2 separate regions of the Sus scrofa genome follow, and region 2 is linked to region 1. A link is a contact called in public Hi-C data. All regions are on one chromosome and are shown on one strand. Each heading gives the region's core, a stretch centred on a gene start, on an enhancer-like site or on the middle of the called end of the contact. The rest is flanking DNA. Distances are from core to core; before and after follow the strand shown.

Region 1 (6,712 bases), core at 279-2,778:
CAACTGCGGAGTTCCCATCTTGGCTCAGTGGTTAACGAATCCGACTAGGAACCATGAGGTTGAGAGTTCGATCCCTGGCCTTGCTCAGTGGGTTAACGATCCGGCGTTGCCCTGAGCTGTGGTGTAGGTCGCAGATGCGGCTCGGATCCCGCGTTGCTGTGGCTCTGGCGTAGGCCGGTGGCTACAGCTCCGATTCGACCCCTAGCCTGGGAACCTCCATATGCCGTGGGAGCGGCCCAAGAAAATGGCAAAAAGACAAAAAAAAAAAAAAAAAAAGAATTCAACTGCTTGGGTAGATTCGGAGGCAAGCGTTCAATCCTCAGCTCCAGGCAGTGGGTTAAAGTCGTTGCCACAGCTTCTGCTGGGATTCCACCCCTGGCCCAGGAACTTCCATAAGTAGGAGTAACACCATTAAAACAAACAAACAAAAACAGAAGGGGTAAAAATATATATATCAGGAACCAGTTCGTCTGTCATAAAAAATTAACGTGCCAAAAGATGTAGGAGAGTGGAAAGGAAATGTGTCCAGTATCAAACATCACCGTAGGCTTTATGATAACTTGAATTAAAAACTAAGACGCTAGCCCGTACTGAATGGTCCCTATGTGCCAGGCAGTGTTATGTTCTCTGCATACCTTGATTAGTATCTCGGCCACACCTCTGGAGCTTTAAGAACACCATGAACTTAGATAAGTGTTCTTAATTTTTCTATTCCCCAATTCTTCGCTTACCGCACTTGTAAATACTGGGGGTAATACTGCCTCTGTAAGGTTGGTGTAGGGGCTGAATCAGAGAATCGGGTAAAGCGTTTCTCCACCGTGCTTACTTAGCAAAGCAAGTGCGTATGAAATATTTGTTATAGTTATTATCCTCAAAATAGGTGGTACCCACCCCCACACCCCTCCCACCCCGCCCTATACAGCTGACCCAGGCTGTCAGTGAAGGAGCAGCAATCCAGGGCCTCCTACCCCGGGCTTGTTTCCCGGCAACAGTGTCCAGCTCTCCCGCCTGACCACTGACTAAGTTTGTTTCTTGGCGGGGACGGGAGGGTGGCGGTGACGCGTTCAGCTGGGGCCCAATGAAACCACGGTTATCCCTCGGGGGCCTGGACTCGCCGTCCGCCCGGAAACCGTGGTTCCCGCCCGAGGCGAGAAGGCGCGAGAGGGAACAAGCGGGCCCTCCCCCGGTCGCGCTGGGAGGAGCCGGGGCGAGAGAGCCATCCCGGAGGGTAGGCGCGGGCCGCGCACTGACCTTCACTCTCCCGCCGGAGTCAGGCCCAAATTCGGCCATTCTCTTGAACATATTGTCCTACGGAAGAAGCCGCCTCCGCCAGGGAAAGAGACCGGGGCCGGCGGGCTCGCCGCTCCCCTCAGAGGTCCCGCTCCTCCCGCGCGGGCCCGGGAGGAGGGTTTCTGACCGAAGGAGGGCGAGTCACAGGGGCTCGGGGCGCTGAGGATCCGCCAACTCCTCACGGCGGGCGGCGTCCCGGAAGCCCATTCAGCCCGGTGCGGGTGGAGAGCGGAACCGCGTGCGCAGGCGCGAGGAGGTCGTGCACACTGCGCACGCGCCGGGCCGCTGCCCTTTCCCGCGGCGCGCGGGGGTTCTGGTTGTCCGGGTTAGAGGATCCGGGAAATCTCCATGCACTCTGTCGCCGTCCCAGACCACCTAGCTTCGTAAGGACAGAGGAACATTCTTATCGAGGCAGTGCTTTGCCATCGCCAGAACATTAGAGTTCTGAAATTAAATTCATGAAATCTCGCCCACCCACAGTTTTTAGTTGTGTTCGTCCAGTCCTCTCTGCCTTCCGTGCATGAACCATTAATTTCTTTTATTTACTCCATCCTTCCTCTCTTTCCTTTTCTACTCTGTTTAGATTCTCGGATGGCACAAGCCTCTCCACCCTGTACCTTTATGTGGTACTAACTACTTTGCAGGTTAGTGAAGTGCTAAATTATCTCTAATTCAAAGTAGTAGGTGCTGGTCAGATGTTCTTTTTCTTTTATTTTAAACTAGAAGCTATCCTAAACTTTTCCTTAGGCTCCTCAAGCTTCCTACCTTAACACCAACCCTCTCATTCTGATCAGATAACTTTGCATCTTATTTCACAGAGAAAGCGGAACGCGATGACACCAGACCTAAACACAAGCTTTGATTTGTCCAATATCCACCCTCCCTTCCTTTCTTTTCTGTTCAAGGGGCAGTTTTCTTCCAGTTTGAAATCACTCCTTCGTCTCTAATCTCCATCTCATTCTCTTTCCCTTTCTCAAGGATTTTGCCTTATTAACTATCTCCACTCCACCCTGTATCTTAAGTCTTTTTTCTTTGGCTTTTTTTCTTAAGAAGTGTTAAACAAACTTAAATCTTTCCTACCAAAACCCAACCAAACACATCTTTAATCCTGCATGGCTCTATCTCTGAATTATCTTTTAAAGTCGATTTTGAACAGGCTGTCAACATTTCCATTGTTTCCACATGCTTTTTTTTTTTTTCCCCCAAAGGTGGTTGAAATCAGTGAGGTCTTATTAAAGCACGCTGTCAAACAACATCCTTCACAACATAATACAGGATTTTTTGTCTTCTATTCCCTCTCCTGAACTTCACCTTTCTCAAATCATGGCTTTCAGAATGTGATCTCTGAAACCCAAATTTGCTCTTTAAAATGATCTCTCCATCTTTCCTATTTCTGTTTTCCTCCTGTTTCTCAAGGAAATTTTAATTCTTTGCTTAAAAATTTTAAAAAGGAAATAAAAAAATTTTTACCCTAAGTATTTTTTAAGGCAGAATAACATTTAATAAAATAAAATTAATCAAATATGTAAAACACATTGATAACTTTTGGGGAAAGTTAATGGATTGAATACATATCTTTTACCTTTTCCCAAAACTCCTTTAAAATAAGTCAAGAGATTTTCCAAAAGGCATAATCCTCTAAGGATGGGGAGAATGGGAGAAACAATATCTTGAAATCTGGAATACAAAAGGCAAGTGGTATCTGGAGGGCAGCTTGGAGAGCTGAGCAGTCAGAGGTAATAAGCTACCCGTTCACACTGCAGAAACCCCCTAAAAGCCTCAAGAATTTGTGGTTGTAGGGATCTCTGAAAGTAAGGGGAGGGAAGAGGAGAAGAGGAACTAGCAAGAAAGCAAAAAACAAATCAACAACAGCAACGAAAAACTGGGACTCTGTTTAAGAAATATTTAGGTCCTTAGACCTGAGCAATTATCCCTTATTTACTCCCAAGGGATAGGACAGGGTTAAAGCAGGGTCTCTGCATTGAGGATCACCAGAGTTGAGAGAGGAACACCATACAGAAAATAGGTAGATTAACCAAACACGTACCAGGTACTAAGACCTTTGTCTCTCACTTAACTCTTAAAATGTTGACAACCAGGCCTTTGTTTCCTAGTAGAGAAGTAGAAAGAGGCTTCTCTGGAAAATCTGACCAGCCTGAGAGGAGAGATCTAAGGATCCTCAACAAAACTGACTCAGCCAACTTGATCGTCCTTCTGCAAAGTGCATGTGGTCAAATCCACAGAGACCCTTGGAATGTCAAATTATTTTTTTAGTTTTCCAGTCCTAAATTTAACCAATGATTACCAAATAACTGAGAAACGCCTCTAATATGAAAGATATAATCCAAAATAAACAAGCAAAGTGGCAGATCAGAGGAAATATAGAGAAGTCAACTAAAACCAAAAGAAACCCAAATGATTATTAATACTATATACAGATAAAATAATAATAAACATGACACAAAACAAGGGAAAAAAAGGATATTCAGAGAATGAGAGCTGCTGCAAATTAAAACTATTGTAGTGGAAATGAAAAAAAAACTCAGAAAGATGAGACTGGTGAATTTTCTAGCTGTGTCTGAAGATCTGAGAGGAGATTTAAATAGGACAACCTGGATAGCAGTGGGGAATAAGAGGTCTAAGCTACTAAGTATAAAATACATAAGCCACAAGGATGTATTGTACAACACAGGGGATATATACAATATTTTATAATAACTATAAATGAAATATAACCTTTAAAAATTGTGAATCATTATGTTGTACACTTGAAACATATAACATTGTACATCAATCATACCTCAAAGAAAAAAAAGGACCTTGAGTTTGAGAGCTGAACTAACGATAAATACCCAGAAAAGCCAATTTAAGACTCATGCAATTATTAGCTCTAGGGAAAATAAAATCTTGTATAAGAGGAAAAGGTAATTGTATTTATGGCTAGTGAATACTCAGTGTTGATCTAAAAAAGTATATATAATTACATTGGAAGGATGGATTTGGGGGAAAGGTGCCATGTGTGATGGAGATGGGGGGAGGAAGAAACAGAACTTAATCCCAGCTTACTCAGAGGGAATCAATATCTTAAAGTCAAGATAGAGAAATATAAGCCAAATACTTAAAAGCTTGGGAGTAAATATAAAATTCTTAACACCAAGCTAAAAAGAGTAGAAAATTGTTGCATGTGAAGGAGGAGAAATGGAGAGTTACATCTTTCATACAAAACTTGTAGAACTATCTGACTCTATAAACAGAATTTATAACCTTGTAAAAATCAAAAATTATTTCGAATATAATTTGCATAATAGACATGTGCTTAACAAAAACATTATCTATGATGATATTAGTCACTCCTGATTATAACTTCTAGTAATTCCTTTTAGCCAACTTCTAAGAAAAAATTGGTTTTTGTCTTTTTAGGGCTACACCCCCCGCATATGGAGGTTCCCAGGCTAGGGGGTGGAATTGGAGCTGTAGCCGCTGTCCTACAGCACAGCCACAGCAACGCTGGATCCTTAACCCACTGAGCAAGGCCAGACATCAGACCTGAGTCCTCATGGACACCAGTCAGATTTCTTTCCACTGAGCCGCAATGGGAACTCCCTAAGAAACATTTTTATTTTTATTTATTTATTTATTTATTTTTGCTATTTCTTGGGCCGCTCCTGCGGCATATGGAGGTTCCCAGGCTAGGGGTCGAATCGGAGCTGCGGCCGCCAGCCTACGCCAGAGCCACAGCAACGCAGCATCCGAGCCGCGTCTGCAACCTACACCACAGCTCACGGCAACGCCAGATCCTTAACCCACTGAGCAAGGGCAGGGACCGAACCCGCAACCTCATGGTTCCTAGTCGGATTCGTTAACCACTGCGCCACGACGGGAACTCCAGGAAACATTTTTAAAATGAGTTTACTGAATGGAAGTGCAAGAAGAGTGCTTGGGGCTTAGTTAAAATTAGTGTCACATGAAGAGCTCAGTTATCATCTGGAACATCACTCTGCATTTCAAATAATATCCTGGGTAAAACTAAGCAACATAGGAATTGAGTTTCTTTTCAAAAATGATCAAATATTGATTTTTTTTTCCTCACAAAATAAGGGTCAAAATTTGGTTTGGGAACTTGATTGCATCAAAATAACAGGCATAAGTAAGATATATTTATTAAAAACACTAAGCAAAATCTCCGACAAACATTGCTTTTCCTCTTTAGCCAACTTTTGCTAATGTCTGGTGTTTCTTCTGTCAGCCCTCGTTGTGGGGCTATCCTGGTGCTTCTTGGATATATCGCATCTCTATATCTGAGCTGTCACCTTCAATCCCCCTTCCCCTACCTTGACTCATTTTTAATAACCTCAAGATATCCTGATATGATTAAACCCATATTCTTTCCTGTTTATTCATATCAAAATTGCCCCAGAATGTTGAAGCCTGAGGCAGCACTTGTGTTGGGGCCCTCTGCTGCCCTCCCATGGTTGGCCTATGCATTACATGCACATAGATTTGAGACCGACTGTGGAATCTCAGAGGCAGCTGTGCTTCTTCAGTGGACTCGGAGAGTAAAAAAAATCTCAGAATGCTCAACACGGGGGATATATTAAATAATCAGAGAGAGATTAATTCAATCAACTGGTATTTATTAAGCATGTATCAGGTTACAGATGCTGTTCTAGGTATTTGGAGTACGGTGTAAACAAGAATAAAAAATTTCTGCCTTCCTTCCTATAAGGAGACTGGTCCAGCATGGTGTGTCAGAGATGTCATATAGTAGAGATGGTGTCCAGATGTGGAAGAAGGGGTGGCCCAATGAGGGGAAAGCATCTACTCAATGGTGTGGCAGTGTTGGGAAATTAGTCACATACAGGCAAATGATCAAATACATGTGTGTACTAAGGCTACAATTTAAGGATATTAAGGATAATGAATGCCAGGTTTCTCACTGTCATAGAAAGGGGTTACCAACATGAAAAAGGAGCAAACTAGAATGAACCTTGTGGTGTGGGATTAGAATTGGAGATATTAAAAAAAAAAAAAAGAATTGGAGATATTATGTGAGTTCAATTTAAATAGATGGGCATAGAGACAAATATTATGTAACTATGTATATCTTCTATGGGGCCTGGAAACAGTGACACTAGTGCCCAGAGTTTGTTTTTTATTTTTTTTTTTATTTTTTATTTTTTTGTCTTTTTGCTATTTCTTGGGCCGCTCCCGAGGCATATGGAGGTTCCCGGGCTAGGGGTCTAAATCAGAGCTGTAGCCACCAGCCTACGCCAGAGCACAGCAACGTGGGATCCGAGCCGCGTCTGCAACCTACACCACAGCTCACGGCAACGCCAGATCCTTAACCCACTGAGCAAGGGCAGGGACTGAACCCGCAACCTCATGGTTCCTAGTCGGATTCGTTAACCACTGCGCCATGACG
Region 2 (7,239 bases), core at 1,730-4,229, 380 kb before region 1:
AGCAAGCCTGTTAGGAGTTCCATTTTGGACAGTCACACTGGGCGTTTAATCCTGGCTCTGCCATTAGTCAGCTACAGGACCACTGACAACTAAATAACCAGAGGCAAGTTATTTCACCTCTCTGAGCCTTAATTTCCTAATCTGTAAAAAGCAGTAACACCACTTATATGCCAGGAATGTTCTGAGGACTAAAGGAGTCAAGGTACCTGAAGCAACAAGCATGGCCCTCTCTCCAGCTATCTGTTCCTCTCCCCCACCTCCCACATGGAGTATCCCATTTAATTCTCATGCCACTATAAGGAAGTTCATTCTAGGTTGAGCCATAGTTACAACAGCAGAATACTGGCAAATTCATATGGTTCAACCTATTACTATATCCATTTATAAATGGAAAAAAATAAGCTCAGAAGTTAAATGATTTACTCAAAGTCATATGCATAGCAAGTAATGGAGCTAAAATGCTAAAAAACAGGGAAGTAATTTTTCATTAAAACTGATCCAGTGAGTTCTGCTCAGAAAAGGAGGAGGAAAAGGTATACTAACTACAGTAATACATGTAAAATTGCTGTAATCTACAAGTTTTTGTTCTACCATATCAAAAAACGAGGTGATGACAAAGACTTCCAAGACTCAATTTTAAAAATTATTTGTAGAGTGTCTATGTGTGTGTTGCAGGAGTTGAAAGTTTAGTGAAAATTGGAGGAAAATAAAATGAAAGAGAGCATATACACAGCTATACGAATTCAAAAGCTACAACTGGATCTAATTAGAAACCCCACTAGTCAGAGAATTCACAAAGCAGGTGAACATCATGTATCCATCCTGGTGAAAAGTTAGAGGCATTCAATACCACAGATGAGTTGTTTGCCGAACATTTAAGGAAAAGTTACATTAAACGGTCCCACTTGGGTTCACAAAGGTAAGCATAAATATATAACGTTACCACAGTGGAAAAAGAAAAAAATGAAAAGGCTCTTCTTCTAATAGTAAGAAATATGCTACTGTAGTAAAACTATATAGCTGCAAGTGTATTTCTATAAATTCTACAAGGGCTTTAGGATTAGATCACAGAAACCATATTTGGGATACAGTATCTGTCCAAACATGAAACGTCCTATCAAAATGCATGGTACCAGCAAATAAATAACAAATGTTAACAGAACAAAGCCCCATAAAACTTTTGGAATATTTAACAGTATCAAATATTGACTATGATTGGTCTACAAATCTATTCTGGCCCTTTTCTCCATCCTGCCTCTTTTCTCCTTGATATGTCATTCACCATTTTTTTTTTCTTTAAAATGGCATGCACAAAATAAGATTGAGGATAATGAACAGAAACTGGGCCTTTCAACAGATTTACAATAGAACAGTTTTGTTTTAATCCTCTTATCGGCCTCTCCTCAAATTATGTAATCATTCCACGGCAAAAGATTACACAGCTCTTTCCCTACTCTGAAATGAAGGAGTTGGAAGGGGAAACAGAGGAGTGGGAAACAGGTAGCCTTGGAATATAATACATTTCCACGAAACTAAACTGTTAGCTTCTTCATAATCGGTATTAACTGAGCGCTCTTAATTTTCAAGACCTTACCCTTTAGCCATTACAGGTTTTGTTTTAATCCCATAACAACTGGCAACTCTTCACGTGCCGCAGATTCCATCTAACATCACCACTTCCAGAGTCCATTAAGCTCGCTTTTCCCGGGGCGGTCGGAGCGAGTTGTCCACGCTGGAAGGGCAGCGCAATTACAATTATGTCTGTGCAGCTCCTCTCAACTCCCCGAAACAAAAGTCAGGCTGCACTGAGCTGCCTTCTAAGGCGAGACTCCGGGCACCGGCTCTTGCCCACCAGGTTTCGCCGAAACCTGGCGAGAGTGACCTCTACGCCTCGGCGCGGTGCCCGGGCTCTCGGTCCCCAGGACCCCCCGGTCCACGCCTACTGCCTCGCCGGGTGCAGCTTCCGCGCCGCGCTAGGCTCCAGACTTGTTCGGGAACTCTCTTTACACTCCCCCAAGATCCCAGGCCCCCAGCTCCTGGCTGCGCGCGCGCCCGGCCGACAGGTAACCCGGCGTCCCGCTCCCCGCCCCGGGCGTCGGGCTCCCGCCTTGGGCACTCGGGACTGCGCAGTTAATGAGTAACGCGCCTGGGCCCGGGGGACAGAGGAGGAGCCGCCGCCGCCCGCCGCCCACCGCGGCCCCAGGGGGCGCCCTGATGCCCCGAGGCGCCAAGCCCCCGCCGCCGCCCCTGAGGTCCCGAAGCCCGCGAGCCCAAACCGGGGAGCGCGCTCGTCGGGCCAGGACAGGGTCCCCGCGCGCCGCGCCCTCACTTGCACCTGCCGCGGCCGCCCCTCCAGGCCGGCTCGCGGGAGGCGGGCGCTGAGGGGGGCGGTGCTCCGCGTCCCGGGCCTCTCCCTCCCGCTACCGCACTCACCTGGCAAACTCACCGCTGCCGCGGCCCGCGCTCAGGGGCGCTCGTAGAGCCTCAAAGAGCGCGCCTCGAAGCAGTCTGAGGGAGAGGAGGACTGCCGGCCGACGCCGCTACACTCCACCGCGGCGGGTGCACGGCCGAGGGAGTGCGGGACTGCGCCTGCGCCGGGAGCCTGGCCAGGAGCCGGGAGCGGTCGGGCCCCCGCGGAGGAAGGCGGGGATAGGGGCGGGGAGGGGGCGGGGCGGACGAGCGCGGGGCCAGAGAGGCCGACGCGCTGCCGCGCCCCCTGGCGCCAGGCGGGGCTCTTCGCAGGTGTGGGGCTGCCGCCCCAGGTGCCTCCGCGGGCGGTTTCCCTGGGAACCAGGGCGAACCCGCTCTGAGCCCTGTTTCCTTGGGCTCAACAGGCGGTCTCGGATTCACTTGAAGCGTGTTGAGCTCTCCAGGTGTCGGAAAATGAACCTTCGATGTGAGTTGAGAACCGCTAGAACCAACGTGAGACTTGGCGTGCATTTGTACCTTACAATGTGCATGTGAGTGTGTGTGTGTGTGTGTCTGTGTGTGCGCGCGCCGGTGCTTGCGTGCGTGTGTCTGTCTCTCGGGGGATGGGTGGGAGGAGTCTGATAGAACCTAGATCCCAGCATTCCAGCAGCTGTTAGAGCATTCGAGAATGTTTCTGTACCTGCCCTCTCTCGTCCTTTTATGTCAACTCTTTTGTCAAACTTCCACCTCACTTTAGGTTCTCCAGAGAGGAAAAGTGAAAATACAAACCAGGATCCCGAAAATCTAATCAAAAAGAAGCAGTCACATCACAGTACGCGTTTCTATGTTTAGTAAAAGAGATATACACATATACATGATATATGTGTGCAGTAGGACACACACACTTTTTTTTATATTGATCACGTCTATTGGAGTTAGTAGAGAAGAGTATGTGTATGGCTATAGAAATCAGAATTGCTGTGTTTGGGGTTGGCACCTAGAATCTGTATCGGTGATCTTGGGCTAGTTATCTAATAGCCCCAATAAGTGGGGATAATAAAACTACCTACCTAAGTCGTTAAGAAATCAAATGGTTTAATATATGCAAAATACTTCGTGTACTTCATGACACAGGGTGCCTAGTGAAGATTAGCTGTTATTAACATCATTATTATGATCCACCTATGATACAAACAGAAACCCAGAAAGTCATTATTTACTCTTTTATACGACGTCTCCAGTATACCAAGTCTTAACCATTCTAATTCCCAAATAATTCTTAAATCTCTCCCATCTCTTACTGCAACTAGACATGACCTTCCTCATTAATGGACTCCTAACTATTCTCCCTTACGCTAGGTCATTCATTCATCAAACATTTATCGTGCTAGATCTGTGTGCCTACTGCTAGATGTGGGGACAGAGAAACCATTACACACAATCTCCATCATCCAAGCACGTAAACATAATCAAGAAGACAAATATGTTGATAACAACCAAGCAAAATGAATAAACTGCACATGCAGCAAACTATTTGCGCTCTCCAGTCTTGCCATACTCCGTCATACAAGCTGTCTTTATATATGCTGTTCCTTTTTCTTGTTATGCCCTGACCCTCCACCTTTTCCTTACCTAGCTAATCCTTGCTTATCCTTCATTATTCTGCCCAGGAATCAATTCCATTATGAATCCTTCCCGTTCCTTGCCATCCAGCCCATCCCACCCAAGTGTGGGCTAGGTGCCCTTCACTGTGCTCTTTCTAGCAGATATCCCATAGAATGGTAATTGTAGTTTTGCCCGTTTCCCTATGAACTTTTTGAGAACAGGCACAAGGCCTGACATGTAGAAGGACTAGCTCAGAAAATGCAGAATTCGTGAATGACATGCATGCGGATACACCGTCATGGTATATAAATGTCTAGAGAACCATCCGTATCCTGTGTTCTACATAGGATCTAAGGCGTCCTGCATCTACAGGAAAGACTAAGCTATAGCCATATGCCTGAGTCAAAGTTGGGCTATTTGCAAATCACCTGTCATCCACAAGGCTCTTTGGAATGGACTTAGAGGTGTTTTCTATCATATACTTGATATATGACCTGCTAGCACAGTTTGAGAATAAGAAGAGCTATTTGCATAGTTACTTATAACAGGACATCAGTGTCCTTGCAGTGCAGAGACCAAGATAACACTACAGAATGTTAGACACTCAGAATCTCAGCCTGCAAAGTACATAAAGTGTTGTGAGCATCCTAAGTTAGATTGCTCACATGTATGCTAAAAGGACAGATGCTTCACAAACTTTAAAAACATGGTGATGGATTTTATAGTGTGCTCAAGTTTGCCTTCTTTCTCTCTCACTAAAAAATAAATTATACAATTTAATGTCAAATACAACACGTAAAATAATAGTTTTTTTTTAAACCTTTAGACTTTGCCATCCATACCTGGGGCCAGAAAACAAAGGAGATGAGTGCAAACATCTAAAAGTTTAAAATTGAACAAATCATTCTAAGGATGTTATCCTTACTTACAACTTTTATCACGCATTTGCCTCTGCTTTATTTTCAAAGTTCAGAAAATGTTGTATATTTACATGGTACTTTCCAGTGTCAAAATGACTTCAGATTATCTCATGAGCCCTTTATTTGGACAGTTTGATGGAAGAGAAAAGGTAGTTCTTCATCTTTACAGATGGGGAACTTTGGACCACCAGAGTTTGGGGCCTGGTATTCAGAATACAGGGTAACATCTTACAAATAAATGATGTTAAAATTCTTTTAAAAAGCATACTAGGAGTTCCCATTGTGGCTCATAAGGTTAAGAACCCAACTAATATACATGAGGATACAGATTCAATCCCTGGCCTTGCTCAGTGGGTTAAGGATCTGGTGTTGCCTTGAGCTATGGAGTAGGTCACACACATGGCTCAGATCCTGAAACCCTGAGGCTGTGGTGTAGACCAGCAGCTGCAGCACTGATTGAATCCCTAGCCCGGGAACTTCCATATGCTGCAGGTGCAGCCCTAAAAAGACAAAAATAGGAGTTCCCGTCGTGGCTCAGTGGTTAACGAATCCAACTAGGAACCAAGAGGTTGCGGGTTCGATCCCTGACCTTGCTCAGTGGGTTAAGGATCCAGCGTTGCCATGAGCTGTGGTGTAGGTTGCAGACGCAGCTCGGATCCTTCATTGCTGTGGCTGTGGCGTAGGCTGGCAGCTACAGCTCCGATTCGACCCCTAGCCTGGGAACGTCCATATGCCACGGGAGTGGCCCAAGAAATGGCAAAAAAAGACAAAAATAAATAAAAAGCATACTGGACTTTGTGTCCAGCAGTATGGCAGACTAGGGATTGGCTGATTCTCCCACCAAAAGCAACCCAAAGTGCTAGATTAAATACATAAAACATCTTCTCAAACATATCAGTAGGCTGACAAGAACATAAGAAACCCTCAAAGACAAGCACGAGGTGAAAGCAAGAACCCAGATTGTAAATAATAACAGTGCAAAATGAAACAAATAAACAAAAATCTCATAATGGAAATTTGTATGAAAAATGATCTATAATTTGCTTGTCTGACAAAATACTTCCTTGTGGGCCAGTGCTTGTGTCACATGAAAGCTTGCTTTTGCAATTCCTCTCCAAATGCAGAGCTCTCTCTAAAATATTTCATGAGATCAATTATGGACAGCTCTGCATTTCATGCCCTTTTCCTGATGTTGGAATAGGCAACTGAGAAATCAGAGGGCTGAGAGAAAGGGTTGGCAGAAGGACTTAGACTCTAAAATGTATGACCCCCTACAAAAGAGTCACTTTATCTAGCTGCATACTTCTAAGGAAATGTTTTGAGAATTGGCTTTGGATTCAGTGTATTTCACAGACACATGAACTGCCATCCATGAAACAAGTATTTATTTATTGCTTCTCTCTCCATGTACATAAATAATTTGCAGTTAGAAGGAAGAGAAGGAGCGATGAGACAATGAGATGGCCTTGCAGCTTTTCCACAATGTTTCAGTCCCAGGCTCCAGTCTATTCCCTAAACTTCCTTCAACCCTGCCTGCCCTTAGGTTCTAGGAGAAATGCTTGTGTCCTTAACATAACTCCCCCATTTTGTTTAGATGTTGAATAGATTCCTGTTATTGGCCACCAGTAAATTTTCCTAAATAACATATTTTCATGGAAAGAGTGGTTTCTGCTGTAGTTAAAAACTCAAAATAACAGTACCTTTAACAAAATATACTTCTCTGATGTAAGTGTCGGCAGTGCAGGGTTGATGTGGTGGCTCCCTGGTCAACAAGGACACAGGCTCCTTCTTGTTTTGTTTTGTTTTGTCTTTTTTGCCTTTTCTAGGGCTGCTCCCACAGCATGTGGAGGTTCCCAGGCTAGGGGTCGAATCGGAGCTGCAGCCGCTAGCCTACCCCAGAGCCACAGCAACGTGGGATCCGAGCCGAGTCTGCGACCTACACCACAGCTCATGGCAACACCAGATCTTTAACCCATTGAGCAAGGCCAGGGATCGAACCCGCAACCTCATGATTCCTAGTCAGATTCGTTAACCACTGTGCCACGATGGGAACTCCTCACAGGCTCCTTCTATCATGTGGCTTCCCCATCCTGAAGACACAGTTTCTACCATCAGGTGGCTGCTCAAGCTCCAGCTATCATATCCTTATTCCCAGGAGCAGAACGGCAAAAGAGGCAGAAAAGAGCACCCCTCTATTTCAAAGCACTTGCAGAAGTTGTATGCATCACTGCACGTATACCTTCTTAGTCAGAACTTAACTATAAGTGATGTTGAAACATGTAATCTCTACTGAGTGGCTATGTGC

The links. A called contact is a pair of places that touch in the nucleus more often than the background predicts.
Region 2: a contact with region 1 is called in a Hi-C map of skeletal muscle, with 4 times the contacts expected there. The contact joins the promoter of RAB3IP here to the promoter of YEATS4 in region 1. A contact is called at or near these places in 1 of 5 promoter capture datasets (liver) and 1 of 47 Hi-C or Micro-C datasets (skeletal muscle).

Annotation. Positions count from the first base shown.
Region 1 is chr5:33,621,632-33,628,343 of Sscrofa11.1, reverse strand. YEATS4 (YEATS domain-containing protein 4) reads right to left here and starts at 1,528. Exons shown (of 7, transcript XM_021091975.1): 1 at 1,252-1,528. The coding sequence starts at 1,302.
Region 2 is chr5:33,998,532-34,005,770 of Sscrofa11.1, reverse strand. It overlaps RAB3IP (rab-3A-interacting protein), which reads right to left and starts at 2,979. Exons shown (of 11, transcript XM_021091982.1): 1 at 2,434-2,979.